Regions from separate parts of the Mus musculus genome. Here region 2 is linked to region 1. A link is a contact called in public promoter capture Hi-C data. All regions are on one chromosome and are shown on one strand. Each heading gives the region's core, a stretch centred on a gene start, on an enhancer-like site or on the middle of the called end of the contact. The rest is flanking DNA. Distances are from core to core; before and after follow the strand shown.

Region 1 (6,244 bases), core at 1,316-3,815:
GGAAGATGGCAGAGACTAGAGGGACCTGGACGCCCCATCAGGGTAAGAATTCCTGGGGGCCTCCCGACTCCCCAATTCCTTCTCTCAAAGCCCTCACTTTGCCTTACAATCCTACTCTACCTTGCACTAGGTAACAACCATGTCCGTCTTCCAAGAGCCTTGGCTGGTTCATGCCGACTGTGGAGCCTGACCCTACCAGTGGCTGAGCTGGGCCTGGGCTATGCCTCGGAGGAGAAGGTCATCTTCCGATACTGTGCTGGCAGCTGTCCCCAAGAGGCCCATACCCAGCACAGTCTGGTACTGGCCCGGCTTCGAGGGCGGGGTCGAGCCCATGGCCGACCCTGCTGCCAGCCCACCAGCTATGCTGATGTGACCTTCCTTGATGATCAGCACCATTGGCAGCAGCTGCCTCAGCTCTCAGCTGCAGCTTGTGGCTGTGGTGGCTGAAGGAGGCCAGTCTGGTGTCTCAGAATCACAAGCATGAGACAGGCTGGGCTTTGAAAGGCTCAGGTGACATTACTAGAAATTTGCATAGGTAAAGATAAGAAGGGAAAGGACCAGGGTTTTTTGTTTCTTTCTTTGCTTGCTTGTTAGTTTTTTTTTTTTTTTAATCAGCAGTGGATGCAATAAATGATATTCTCGTGGCCTTAAGAGTGTGTGTGATCAGGTGCACCCTGGCAGCCACCATGCTATGTGAATCCTGAGACCCTGATCGTCTCTTAAGAGCCCCAGCCCTGGCAGACGGTCATTTGAAGATCCCATGACAGCATTTTCCCTACTTTATTCACAAATATGGAGGATATGTGGGAGGTCAGCAGGCTGGAGGTGGCTCTTCTGGCCTTCCTGGCCCCATCCCCTCAGGGAGGGAGCGGCAAATCACTGAGATGCGTCGGCCCCGGGGAACCCGGTGCTCCCCAAAAAATGATTCTTCATCTCTAAGGATCTCATGGGAGAAGTCATATCGGGCTGAACCCCTGCAAGAAGAGAGAAGCTGAGTGGGTGGATGGAGGGAAGACTGTCCCTTCAGCATTTCTATACTTTTTCTGAGTGGTGGTGGTGACTGTTAGAAACCCTCGGCCTCACCTGAGGACTTTGGGTTACGTCGTACCTTAAGATATAGAGAGACCCTGGCTCCAGCAACAGTTCCAGCCACTGCTCAGGTTCCTGTGTATGCACCAGCTTCATAACACTTGGAGACAACAGGGAAAGGCCAGCAATGGTAGATCCACAGAACTGGAAAAGGGGTATGTATGCTGTGTATATTGGGGTGTCAGGCTTAGTTCTGCCCCCCTGTCCACCGACAACCTAGCTAGGAGTTCTGATGGAATGCCTTCTGCCCACCTTGACACTGTCAACATGAGGCTTGATGTAGCCCCGAGGTTCCAGGTCCAACACATGTACTGGGGATAGCAGGCTCTGGTCAGGACCAAATGCAGCCGCCCGAACCCGCTGCAGGATGACCTGGCTTGCATCAGACCAGCAGGATTTCTCTGTCTCCCTGAAGCCATGGATGGCCTGAATAGAGAGCTCAAGTCATAACTGGGAACTCCCAGGACAGGAAAATGAGGTACCGAGGGGTGCAGTACAGGGCAGGCAGTCTTTCCAACTTTAGCTCATTATCAGTGAGGTTTCAACCACGCATCTGGTCTTCACGTTTCGTTTCCCAGTGGTCCCTGGTGCTGGCCACCCTAATATTCAGTATCTCGGTCTCCTGTCTCTATTTGATCCCACTCAAGTCCCTAGTGAAACTCCCAACTGCTGGCACTCCCTCTCCCAAGTCTGCTTTTTATTTCTAATCTTGTCACCAATGCCCCTGAAGTGTTCCAGAACTTCATGTCTGAAGTGACATCTTTGTCCTCACTACGCATTCCTTGGTGCCCACCAAAACCCTCCCTTCTGATTCCAGGCCCAGCCCCACACTACAGCCCCTGTTCTTAGTAAAGCCCAGCAGTGATTTGCCCCCACTGTAATACTGCGCTGCTCTGAGCTCAACGTTGCCAGTTCACCTTCTCCGGCTCTGGTCCCTTCCCCTGCTCTAAGTACCATCCACAAGCCCGCAGCAGCAGGCCTTCCCCTGGACTCAGCTCTGGCATCAAGATCAGCCCCATTCCCACAAGACCTCCTGACCAACTGTCACTCATCGAATTGCCCAGCACCCGCCATGTCCCACACCAGAGAAACTTGGTCCCACCCGAACCTACATCGGGGACTGCCCAAAACACACTGTCCCCAACCTGGCCAAGCAAGCCTAGCTCTTCACTCTACCCCTCCGAGGACCCCGCCCCCTCACTATGTCCCAGTGGGCGTCCCCTTAGCTCGCCGCTCCGCCCACTCACCGCGTCCCAGTGGTCGTACTCGTAGCGCCGGCGCCGCAGCTGGGGCTCCAGTTCGCGTGTTAGCGTGTCCTCCTCCTCCTGGCTCAGGAAGCCTGGATGCACCACGGCCTCATCACGCAGGCGGCCCAGCACGGCAGAGTCTGAGCCGCGCACCCAGGCGCACCCAGAAAGCAACCGCATCGCTAGCCTCCTGCTGCCCGCCATCTTCAGGGATTGACCACAGCAGGCTGAGCCACACCCCCGCAAGCTATTGGCTGACACCGCACCACGCCCATCAGCTACTGGCTCTATTAGCTGTGCTTTAAGTCAGTCTACCGCTTGTCCCGCCTCTCGGCCCTGAGCAAGGTCTCAAGCAGTAGGTGCAGAACTAGGGCGAACGGAGGCTGGAGGTCACGTGGGGGCAAAGCCAAGGTTAGAAGTTCAATCAGCCTAGCGCAAATTTAGCGCTTGTCAAACAGCACACCCTGGTGGAGAAAGGAGGATAACTAACTCCAAGGTCAGCCCTTGAGTTTGAGGCTAACCTGAATTTCAGATGTTGCCCACAAAATAGGACATCCAAACAAATAAGACCAAATAATACAACCCCCACCTCAAATGTTTTGTGTTAAATCTAAAAAGAGTCTACTTCCTTCCACACTAATAAACTGGGCCTAGGAAAATGGCTCAGCACTTGCTAAGAGTCTTTGGTTTGACCTCAGGACCCCCAAACATGGTGCAAGCAGAAAAAGCAACTCCTGCATTTGCGACCCTCTGACCTCCATAGGGTCATGTGGCACCTGCCTCCATCCCATAAACTGGGATCCTCTGCTTCTAGTTCTAGTAAAACTCCATAAACATGTCCTGACATTCTCTCTGGCTTCAGCTGGCTTTTGGAGCCTGCAACAAAATGCCAGGACTTTGTCACCTGGTGAGTCACCAGTGTCAGGTCTCATGGGTCTGAGGATCAACCCAAAGTTGGTGGTAGATTCTGGTAGACCCTCCACCCTAACTCTTAACTCTCTAAGGGGCCAAGCCCAGGATCGGCAGGTAAGAATGTACTCTTAAGTCCCAGCACCCACAGGGAAGCCCCAGGGGACCCAACATCCTCTTCTGGCCATGGGTACTGCACTCACCATGCACAAACCCACACATAACCAAAGATGTATGAAATCATATTTCTACCCACTGACTTTGGGGTAGTATATGGCTTAAGTCTGTTGAAGTCAGGTGTGGTGGTGTACACCTTTAATCCTAGCACTCAGGAGGTGAGGCAGGTGGGTACCTGAGTCTGAGGCTAGATTGGTTTAGTTCCAGGAGAGCCAGGGTTTGCTTACTGAAGTGGTTTGTCAAGGTGAAGGAGGCCTGCTGTCTTGGAGAAGTAATGGAAGGTGCTTCAGACATGGGACAAAGACTACAAAGATTTAATTTAAATCACAGTGTCTCAGGCAGTCTGCCCTGCTCTGAGGGCAACCTCAATCCACATCTCCTCTAGGGGTTGTTCTTGGGCCCAGCAGAGGAAGTTTCAGTCTGGTCTCCACTCCTTAGGTGCTTGTCGGGGCAGGAGGATCCGTCGGCGCTGTGGCAGTCTCCTTCTGTACCAGTTCTGGCTCATCCTCCCCGTCCTGAGGTGGGTGGACCAAGACCTTGTCCAAGATGCCAAACTCTTGGGCCTCCATGGGGCTCATGTAGCGGTCCCTCTCCATTGCTGACTCTAGGGAAAGCAGTATATGTGGGTAGGAGTAGAGGCCTGGGCTGTTTTTCCCCAAATTCCTAGGTTGAAGCCCTTACCAGTCGTGAGATGATTTATGGAGTTGTGAGGGACCCCCTACCATGGGATCTATGCTCTTATGAAGAGAGGCAAAAGTAAAAGGGCTACAAACTAAGATAATGTCTTCAAAGAAAAAAAGGAGGAGCTCTGTTGGCTGAACACTTTCCTAAGAGCCCAGGCTTCATACCTAGGAGCACCAGCAATTCCAGGAAACCAAAGGTGTAGAAGCCATTAGCATCAGGAATTGATAGCAACACAAAAATGTCACCTTCCAGGCCCTGGCTATTCCTGGCCTTCCTGCTTCCAGGACTGAGATTAGACACTCCTAGCATTTTAGCTTCCAGCCCATGATGTTTTCTTCCAGCTCCCAAGTTTCATAAGATACACTTACTCTGACAATCTTTCCCATGGGGCTGGGGAACCTCTCTGTGATTCAATCTCCTCCGTAGTAAAAAACAGGGTTTTGTTTTTGCTTTTTTTTTTTTTTCCAGACAGGATCACATGCAGCCCGGGCTAGCCTCGAAGGGACGACCTTCAACTCCTGATTCCCCCATCTGTGCTGGCCAAGTGCCGGGATGAGAGGTCTGCAGTGCTTACACCACACCAATTCAATTTTTACCGACTACTGTAATACATCAGGTCCCAGGAACTACATGGTAGGAGAGAATCGCCTCTTGAACACTGTCCCCTGAACTCCACATGTCATGGCATTCACACAACAGTAAGATGCAACTAGGAAAATGCCACGCAGTGCTAGGTGGTGGATCTTAGACTGAACATATGTGACCAGCAACAAGATATACCGAAGAATGGCACGTGGGACAGTAAGATGGCTTGGTGGGAAGAGGGGTTTGCCACCAAGTCTAATGACCTCAAGTTCAATCACCACTCCTTACAAGGTGTCAACAGAGAACCGATGTTTACAAACTGTCCTCTGACTTCCACACATCACTATGGCAGGCACATGCTTCCCAAATCAACTATTTTAAAAATGAAATGTTGGAGCCGGGGGTGGGGGTGGGGGTGGGGGTGACGCACACCTTTAATCCCAGCACTCGGGAGGCAGAGGCAGGCGGATTTCTGAGTTCGAGGCCAGCCTAGTCTAGAAAGTGAGCTCCAGGACAGCCAGGGCTATACAGAGAAACCCTGTCTCGAAAAACCATAAAGAAATGTCGGGCTGCAGAGATGGCTCAGAGTTTAAGAGCACTGGCAGCTTGCTCTTCCAGAGGTCCTGAGTTCAATTCCTAGCAACCACATGGTGGCTCACAACTATGTGTAATGAGATCTGATGCCCTCTTCTGGTGTGTCTGAGGACAGTGACAGTGGACTCACATAAATGAAAGAAGGGCTCCAGGGAAGTGACCCTTGCTACCTTCTCCCCATCAAAACCACCTCTATAGCACAGGCCCGCTGAGCCCGCGTCTGTCATTCTCTAGCCCAGTCGACAACTCATGATTCTCTACCTCTACCTGCCAGAGCTGGGATGGCAGGTAGGTACCAACACACCCAGCTTGCAAAGCTCATCTAAAGGGCTCAGAACTGGAGATTGTAACTGAAGGGAATTCTGTCTAACATGCTAGGAACTTTTGTTTTGTGACTCTGGGGACATAGAACCTATGTCGGGCCAGGAATGTATCCCTGGGGCTGGAGAGTTGACTCAGTGGTTAAGAGGACTTGTTTTGGCAGAGGACCCAGACATGATTCCTAGCACCCACACACGTAAGAAAATAGATAAAGAAGGGTGAAAAAAGTATCCTTAAGGCACACCCCTGACACGACCCCAACCCCTCACTGGGAAAGGGCTCATTCTAGGCAGGAGCTATGCCATAGCCACAGAGCCCCAAGCACAGAGCATTGGTGGGTCAGGGATTCTACTGACCATCATCCACGGCCCAGAGTGACCATATTATAGTAATCTGGTTCTGACTGTCAGGTGGGGGTGCCCTGCTTTAGGACAATGCTGATGCTCCAGTGTGTACTGTGAGAGGTTGATGCTGATGCTCCAGTGTGTGCTGTGGGAGGCTGATGCTCCAGTGTGTGCTGTAGGAGGCCGATGCTGATGCTCCAGTGTGTGCTGTGAGAAGCTGATGCTCCAGTGTGTGCTGTGGGAGGCCAATGCTCCAGTGTGTCCTGTGGGAGGCTGCTGATGCTCCAGTGTGTG
Region 2 (6,244 bases), core at 1,292-3,791, 230 kb before region 1:
TCAGCTCATCACTCCGGAGCCAGAACAGCACAGGTTGGCAGGTTCCAGACCAGACTGGGCTACAGAAAGCAAACAAAACAACAACAACAAAAAACTACTGGCACTCGGTGGGTATGACAACCCAGCGCTCCGGGGCTGGAGGTGGGTGGAGCACATGGGATACATGAAGTCCTGGGTTACATCCCAAGAAACACACAGATGAGGTGTGAAGGTGACCACCTGCGTCCACCTGCCCATCAACTGTAGCACTCAGGAGGTGAGGAAGGGTGAGTTGGAGTCAAAGGTCATCGTTCTTACATGGGAACTTTGAAGCCAGCCAAGGCTAATGAAGAGTCAGTCTCATACAACAGGAAAGCAGACAAACAAAACAGCTAAGCGTGGTGGCCACCCCTTTAATCCCAGCTAGCACTTTGGAAGCAGAGAGTTCTCTGCCAGCCAGGACTATATAGACCCTCCATCTCCAAAGGTCTAGAACTAAGCTAGCATGGCCCAATAGCCAGGCCAGCAGGAATTTGGCAATTCATTTCTCGGAATTTGCAACCTAGCGGGCAGATGTATAAATCTGTAGAACCTTCAAAGTCAGAGAGCTGGCAAGATCTAGCAAGATCACATCCAGCAACCCCAGGGGACAGCAGCTAACCGTGTTAATACCATGCTTTGCAGGAAGACACTCGGACCCCGGGCTCTCCCATGGCTGCTGAGTGGCAGCTCAGTGAGGAAGTGGGCACTGAGTTGGTTGGTGACCCCGGAAGTCTGTCTGTTGTCAGCATACATTGGTTGCTTTCACATAAAGTACCAGGGCGGGGGGGGGGGCAGTTGGCAGCGAGGAGGAGAAATCTCCCTGAGCATTGATCTGGAACAATAATTGTTGAGGCAAATCTGTCACACACAGAAAGCAAGACAGCCCTCAGACGGCCCTCAGGGGAGCTGGGAGAACAATACAGAGAGGAGGTTAATGGTTACTGTGAAACCTGTGTGTTGGTCATGATGGGCCAGAATTGGCCTTTCTAGAAACAGGGTCTGTGTGGCTGGAGAGATGATTCACTGGTTGCCCATACAGAGGATTTGTGCTTGTTTCCCAACACCCGCATGAGGCGCACAAAAACACCTGCAATTCTAGATCCAGGGATCCAACATTGTCTTCTGGCCTCTGTAGGCATCAGGCATACACATGATGCACATATATACATACATACATACATACATACATACATACATACATACATACATACATATATACATACATACATACATACATACATACATACATACATACATACATACATACATACAGGCAAAACACTCCAACACATACATATAAATATTTTAAAAAGAAAAGAAATGGTGTCATGTAGCCCAAGCTGGCCTCTAACTTGCTACATAGCAAGGTTGACTTTGAACTCCTGATCCTCTTGCCTCCAGCATCTCGTGCTGGGATTACAGATGTATGCCACCAGAATCAATCCTATGCTACTGAGTATGGAAGCACTTTCCCACTGAGCTGTATTCTAAAGCCACTATTTGTACTTTTGTCTTAAAAAACCAAAAACCAACCAACCAAACAAACAAAAAAAACCAACTAAGCATTGTGAATCATTATCTGCCTACAACCACAAAACCAACACAACTGAAAGAGATAATATAGGGGCAGGACAAGTCCTAGAGGCAGAGACAAGAGCAGGCTTTTCCTCCATGACTCTCAAAGCCCACCAGAGTCATTCAGCCACCCTGAGTGACAGGGTAGGTAAGGTCCACCTCATTCTTTTCCCTAGAAAGCAAGCATGCCCCCCGGAGGGCGAACTTCTAGGCAGCCTTCAAAACCAAAGCTTAACTGTCCCACTGCCAAGAAACCGTCCCAGATCCTCAAAAAACCAGAATTCTTTCCCACTTCAGAAAATGCTCCACAGAGCTGGGACTCTGGGCTGGGACATGCCCTCACCCCTTATCCTCCTCATAGGAAAGACTTGGATTATAAATGCATAAGTAGGGCTTGGGTAATGCCCAGCAACTGAGGAGGTAGAGGTAGGAGTTCAGAACTGTTTAGCACAGTGGTCTCCACCTTCCTGAACCTGCCACCCTTCCATGTTGTGCTGACCTCCAATCATAAAATTATTTCATTGCTACTTCACAACTCTAATTTTGCTACTGTTCTGAATTGTAAGGTAAATACTGATACGCAGGATATATAATGCAATGCCAAATGTGTCTCGACCCACTGATTTAGCAAGACCTTGGGGGTAGGGAGAACCAGCCATCCAGAAGTGCTGGGTTACTGGGACCCAGCTAAGTGTGGGAGGAGGTCACTCTAGACTTCAATGGTCTCTGGTGTAACCAAGTACAACAGGGACCAGCCCAGGTTCAGCATCTGGCCTTGACCCCAAGAAAAGCCTGAGCCAAGCAGGTACTTTCAAGCTCCAGGGTAATGGAAATGTGCCTAGGGTTACTCACCCCAAGGCTTGTTGCCCCAGGTTTGTGAAAAAGCTTAGGAAACTATGTTGCGAAATTTTGGGCAGTCCCTGGTGCAGGAACAGGGAGGGACCAGAGAGGAGAGCCATATAAAGAGCCAGCGGCTACAGCCCCAGCTCGCCTCTGCCCACCCCTGCCCCTTACCCCTTCATTCCTTCCACCTTTTTCCTTCACTATGGGACCAGCTTCAGGGTCCCAGCTACTAGTGCTACTGCTGCTGTTGGCCAGCTCCCCATTAGCTCTGGGGATCCCCATGTAAGTAGTTACCTTTTGGGGGTGCAGTTTCTTATACAATTTAGGAGTCACCTAGGTGAGTCACCTAGGAGTCACCCACTTGGGGGGAGACAGGGATGTTAAGAATTTGTGCTGGGGGCTGGAGGATGGCTCAGTGGGTATGAAGTCTTGCTGCATGGACATAAGGACCTTAACTCAAACTCCCAGCACCCACAGAAAAGCCAGGAGTGGCCTCCAGAGCCTGTAACCCCACACTGTGGGGCTGGAGACCAGATACTGGGGCTTGCTGACTGCCAGCCCAGTGCCAGGTTCAGAGAGAGATGTTGACTCAAGGTGTGGGGAGGGAGGGGCATAGAACAGGACACCGGACATCTTCCTGTGACGTGACATACATACATACATACATACATACATACATACATACATACATACATACATACAAACAGAGAGAAAGAGAGAGAATGTGAGTGTTTGGGTTGTCTTATGTTCATAGAACTCAGGTATTGTAGCATTGGTGTGCCTACTTATGAAGAAGAAGGTCTATAGATTTATGGTGTCTGTGATGTCTTGTGGTTTAGGCAATGGTAAGTTTTAAGATGTGAGGACTGGAGGGTTGTTGGGGTCTATAGCCCTTGTGTGGACTGTCAAAAGCCAAGCTCAGCATTGGGCCTGATTACATGGACCTGTCATCCTGTCCACTCTGGAAGCCCAGGCAGGAAGTGTACACATTCCAGCCAAGCCTGGGCTACAGAGTGAGTTCAGGGCTAGCCTGAACAACTTAGTGAGATGCTGTTTCCAAACAGAAAAGTGAGGAGAGGCTGAGGTATAGCTTAGTGGTAGAGAGAGCACTTTCTCAGTACAAGCAAAGTCCTTATGGCTGGTACCCAGTGCTGAAGCCAGGAAAAGACAGCTTCTAGTGGCTAAGGGAAAGTGGGCTGTGGTTTGGTACCTTCTTGTGTGGGGAGGACGTGGATCCAGGCATCTGCTCCAGCACTGAGAACTAGAACACGCTAGAACTAGGGACTGGGCCAGCCAGAGTGAGGGCTGAAGTCTCAGGCCTTGAGGTGACATCTGCTCCCACACCCCACGGTCAGGTATTCCATCATTACTCCCAATGTCCTACGGCTGGAGAGCGAAGAGACCATCGTACTGGAGGCCCACGATGCTCAGGGTGACATCCCAGTCACAGTCACTGTGCAAGACTTCCTAAAGAGGCAAGTGCTGACCAGTGAGAAGACAGTGTTGACAGGAGCCAGTGGACATCTGAGAAGCGTCTCCATCAAGGTGGGCAAGGAACTGGAACTACAGTCAGCCGTAGCCCCTTCCGGTCCGGCCTGGGTCCCTCAGGCTGCCTCCTATAGCCTCCTCGGAGCTCCTCCCTTCTGAGTCCCTCCCCTCTGACGCCCCTGCCGTCTGGGTCCCTCTCGTTTGATCTCCTCCCCTCTGAGTCCCCTACCCTTTGAGACCCTCTGCTCTGAGCCCCTTCCCTCTGAGATTCCTCCTCTCAGTCCCTCTCCTCTTGAGTCTCTTCCTCCTTGAGCCCCTCCTGTCTGAGGGGAGATGACAGAGAGGAGGCCCAGGGGGATCTAGGGGATGCTTTCTGGGCACCACTCCCTGACACAGACTCCTGACATCCCACGCATAGATTCCAGCCAGTAAGGAATTCAACTCAGATAAGGAGGGGCACAAGTACGTGACAGTGGTGGCAAACTTCGGGGAAACGGTGGTGGAGAAAGCAGTGATGGTAAGCTTCCAGAGTGGGTACCTCTTCATCCAGACAGACAAGACCATCTACACCCCTGGCTCCACTGGTAAGTGCTGTGGGAGGCTGCTCCCACTGAGGCTGGAAGGGCCTCCCAGAGCCTAAGGTCTAAGGGGACTCTCTGTGTGTCTCCCTCACATCCTCCAGTCTTATATCGGATCTTCACTGTGGACAACAACCTACTGCCCGTGGGCAAGACAGTCGTCATCCTCATTGAGGTACCAGCTGCTGAGTTTCCCAGAGATGGATACCCTCCTCTCTGAGTCCCCTCCCCTCCAAGTCCCCTCCCCTTTGAGACCCTCTCCTCTGAGACTCAGTCCTCTGAGGTGGTCCATGAGCAAATGGCTATACATAACGATCACTGCAGAGACCTAGGAAGACCCATAGAGTGAGGCATCCAACTCCAGGGAAACCCCCTGAACTTGAGTTGCCCTATCTGAAGTTTGGGAAGAATTACTGGTAACTCAGTCCACTTTGCCCAGTAGAGGGCCCCTGTTAAAACCCTAGTGGAGTTCCCTCCTTTCTCTCCCTACAACCCTCTGTGGCTCCCACTTCTGTAGAGTCAAAGTCTTCCTTGCCAGGCACAAGGTCCTGCTCACCCTGCCTAGTTCCCTCCCAGCCTTCCTCCTCCTTGCACCCTGTGCTCCAAACTCACACACATCATAGCCCTCATCGTTTAAACACCCAGGCTTTTGCTGCATTAATTATGTCCTAAACATAAAAGGAAATGCACAGAGAGGTTGAGCTATTTACCTGAGAACACAGAGCTTCTAAGTGGCACAGTAGGGATTTGAACCTAGGCTGAGTTACCCAGGTCTGTGTTCTTAACTCCTGCCTCAGTGAACAAGAGATGGGGTGGTTGTGACTCTAAAGAGCTGCTTTGTCCCTTATGCTTTCTTTACAGACCCCCGATGGCATTCCTGTCAAGAGAGACATTCTGTCTTCCAACAACCAACACGGCATCTTGCCTTTGTCTTGGAACATTCCTGAACTGGTCAAGTAAATCTGAGCCTCCAAAAAACGGGATTCCCCCGTCCGGGGGGAGAGATGGGGGAGAGGCTCTTGGAGGCTCTGCCACATTCCTCATCTTCTTGCAGCATGGGGCAGTGGAAGATCCGAGCCTTTTACGAACATGCGCCGAAGCAGATCTTCTCCGCAGAGTTTGAGGTGAAGGAATACGGTAAGTCTTGGGGCATCCAGCAGGTGAGGCCCTTGTGCTTATGCTGCCCTGGCAGCCATGCCAACACCATCGTCTTCATACCCCATCCTAGTGCTGCCCAGTTTTGAGGTCCGGGTGGAGCCCACAGAGACATTTTATTACATCGATGACCCAAATGGCCTGGAAGTTTCCATCATAGCCAAGTGAGGATGGGGGTGACGCATGGGGGGGGGGCGTTGACGCATGGGGGGCGTGTCTTCAGCCACACCCAGAGAAGTCTCCAGGACCCCAAGTCTCCTTGTCTCTCAGGTTCCTGTACGGGAAAAACGTGGACGGGACAGCCTTCGTGATTTTTGGGGTCCAGGATGGCGATAAGAAGATTTCTCTGGCCCACTCCCTCACGCGCGTAGTGGTACTTTCTCACCCCTTGGAATGAGAGCTTAGAATGGCAGCCTCTCCCTGCTCCCTCCCCCGCCCCCCGACCACGCCCCATCATCACTCCAGAGCCCATCCCACCTCTTAGTGCCCCTACCAGTCACTCACCTTGCTGAACCAGGCCACCCATTCTGAGCTCCTCCCCTTCTTAGCCTCCTTTATCTTGGGGACCTTTTCCCCTCCCTCAT

Evidence for each region. Capture Hi-C pulls out chosen DNA fragments and counts their contacts.
Region 2: a promoter capture Hi-C map of adipose tissue shows a contact between it and region 1. The contact joins the promoter of C3 here to the promoter of Alkbh7 in region 1. A contact is called at or near these places in 14 of 39 promoter capture datasets (the 3T3-L1 cell line, the C10 cell line, the HPC-7 cell line and 10 more), 1 of 15 datasets of contacts at CTCF or cohesin (large pre-B cells), 35 of 484 Hi-C or Micro-C datasets (the 63-12 cell line, B cells, the BV-2 cell line and 21 more), 11 of 115 datasets of contacts at active chromatin or transcription factors (the 230-238 cell line, the HPC-7 cell line, T-cell acute lymphoblastic leukemia and 8 more) and 5 of 9 other capture datasets (adipose tissue, embryonic stem cells, liver and 2 more).

What each region holds. Positions count from the first base shown.
Region 1 is chr17:56,993,660-56,999,903 of GRCm38.p6, reverse strand. It overlaps Alkbh7 (alkB homolog 7), which reads right to left and starts at 2,565. Exons shown (of 4, transcript NM_025538.3): 1 at 2,337-2,565; 2 at 1,342-1,515; 3 at 1,109-1,233; 4 at 564-974. The coding sequence starts at 2,540. The coding sequence ends at 812. It overlaps Clpp (caseinolytic mitochondrial matrix peptidase proteolytic subunit), which reads right to left. Exons shown (of 6, transcript NM_017393.2): 6 at 3,533-4,026. The coding sequence ends at 3,857. It overlaps Pspn (persephin), which reads left to right. Exons shown (of 2, transcript NM_008954.3): 1 at 1-42; 2 at 131-591. The coding sequence ends at 447.
Region 2 is chr17:57,224,433-57,230,676 of GRCm38.p6, reverse strand. C3 (complement component 3) reads left to right here and starts at 2,541. Exons shown (of 41, transcript NM_009778.3): 1 at 2,541-2,721; 2 at 3,795-3,984; 3 at 4,346-4,511; 4 at 4,610-4,680; 5 at 5,367-5,461; 6 at 5,560-5,642; 7 at 5,734-5,824; 8 at 5,931-6,033. The coding sequence starts at 2,642.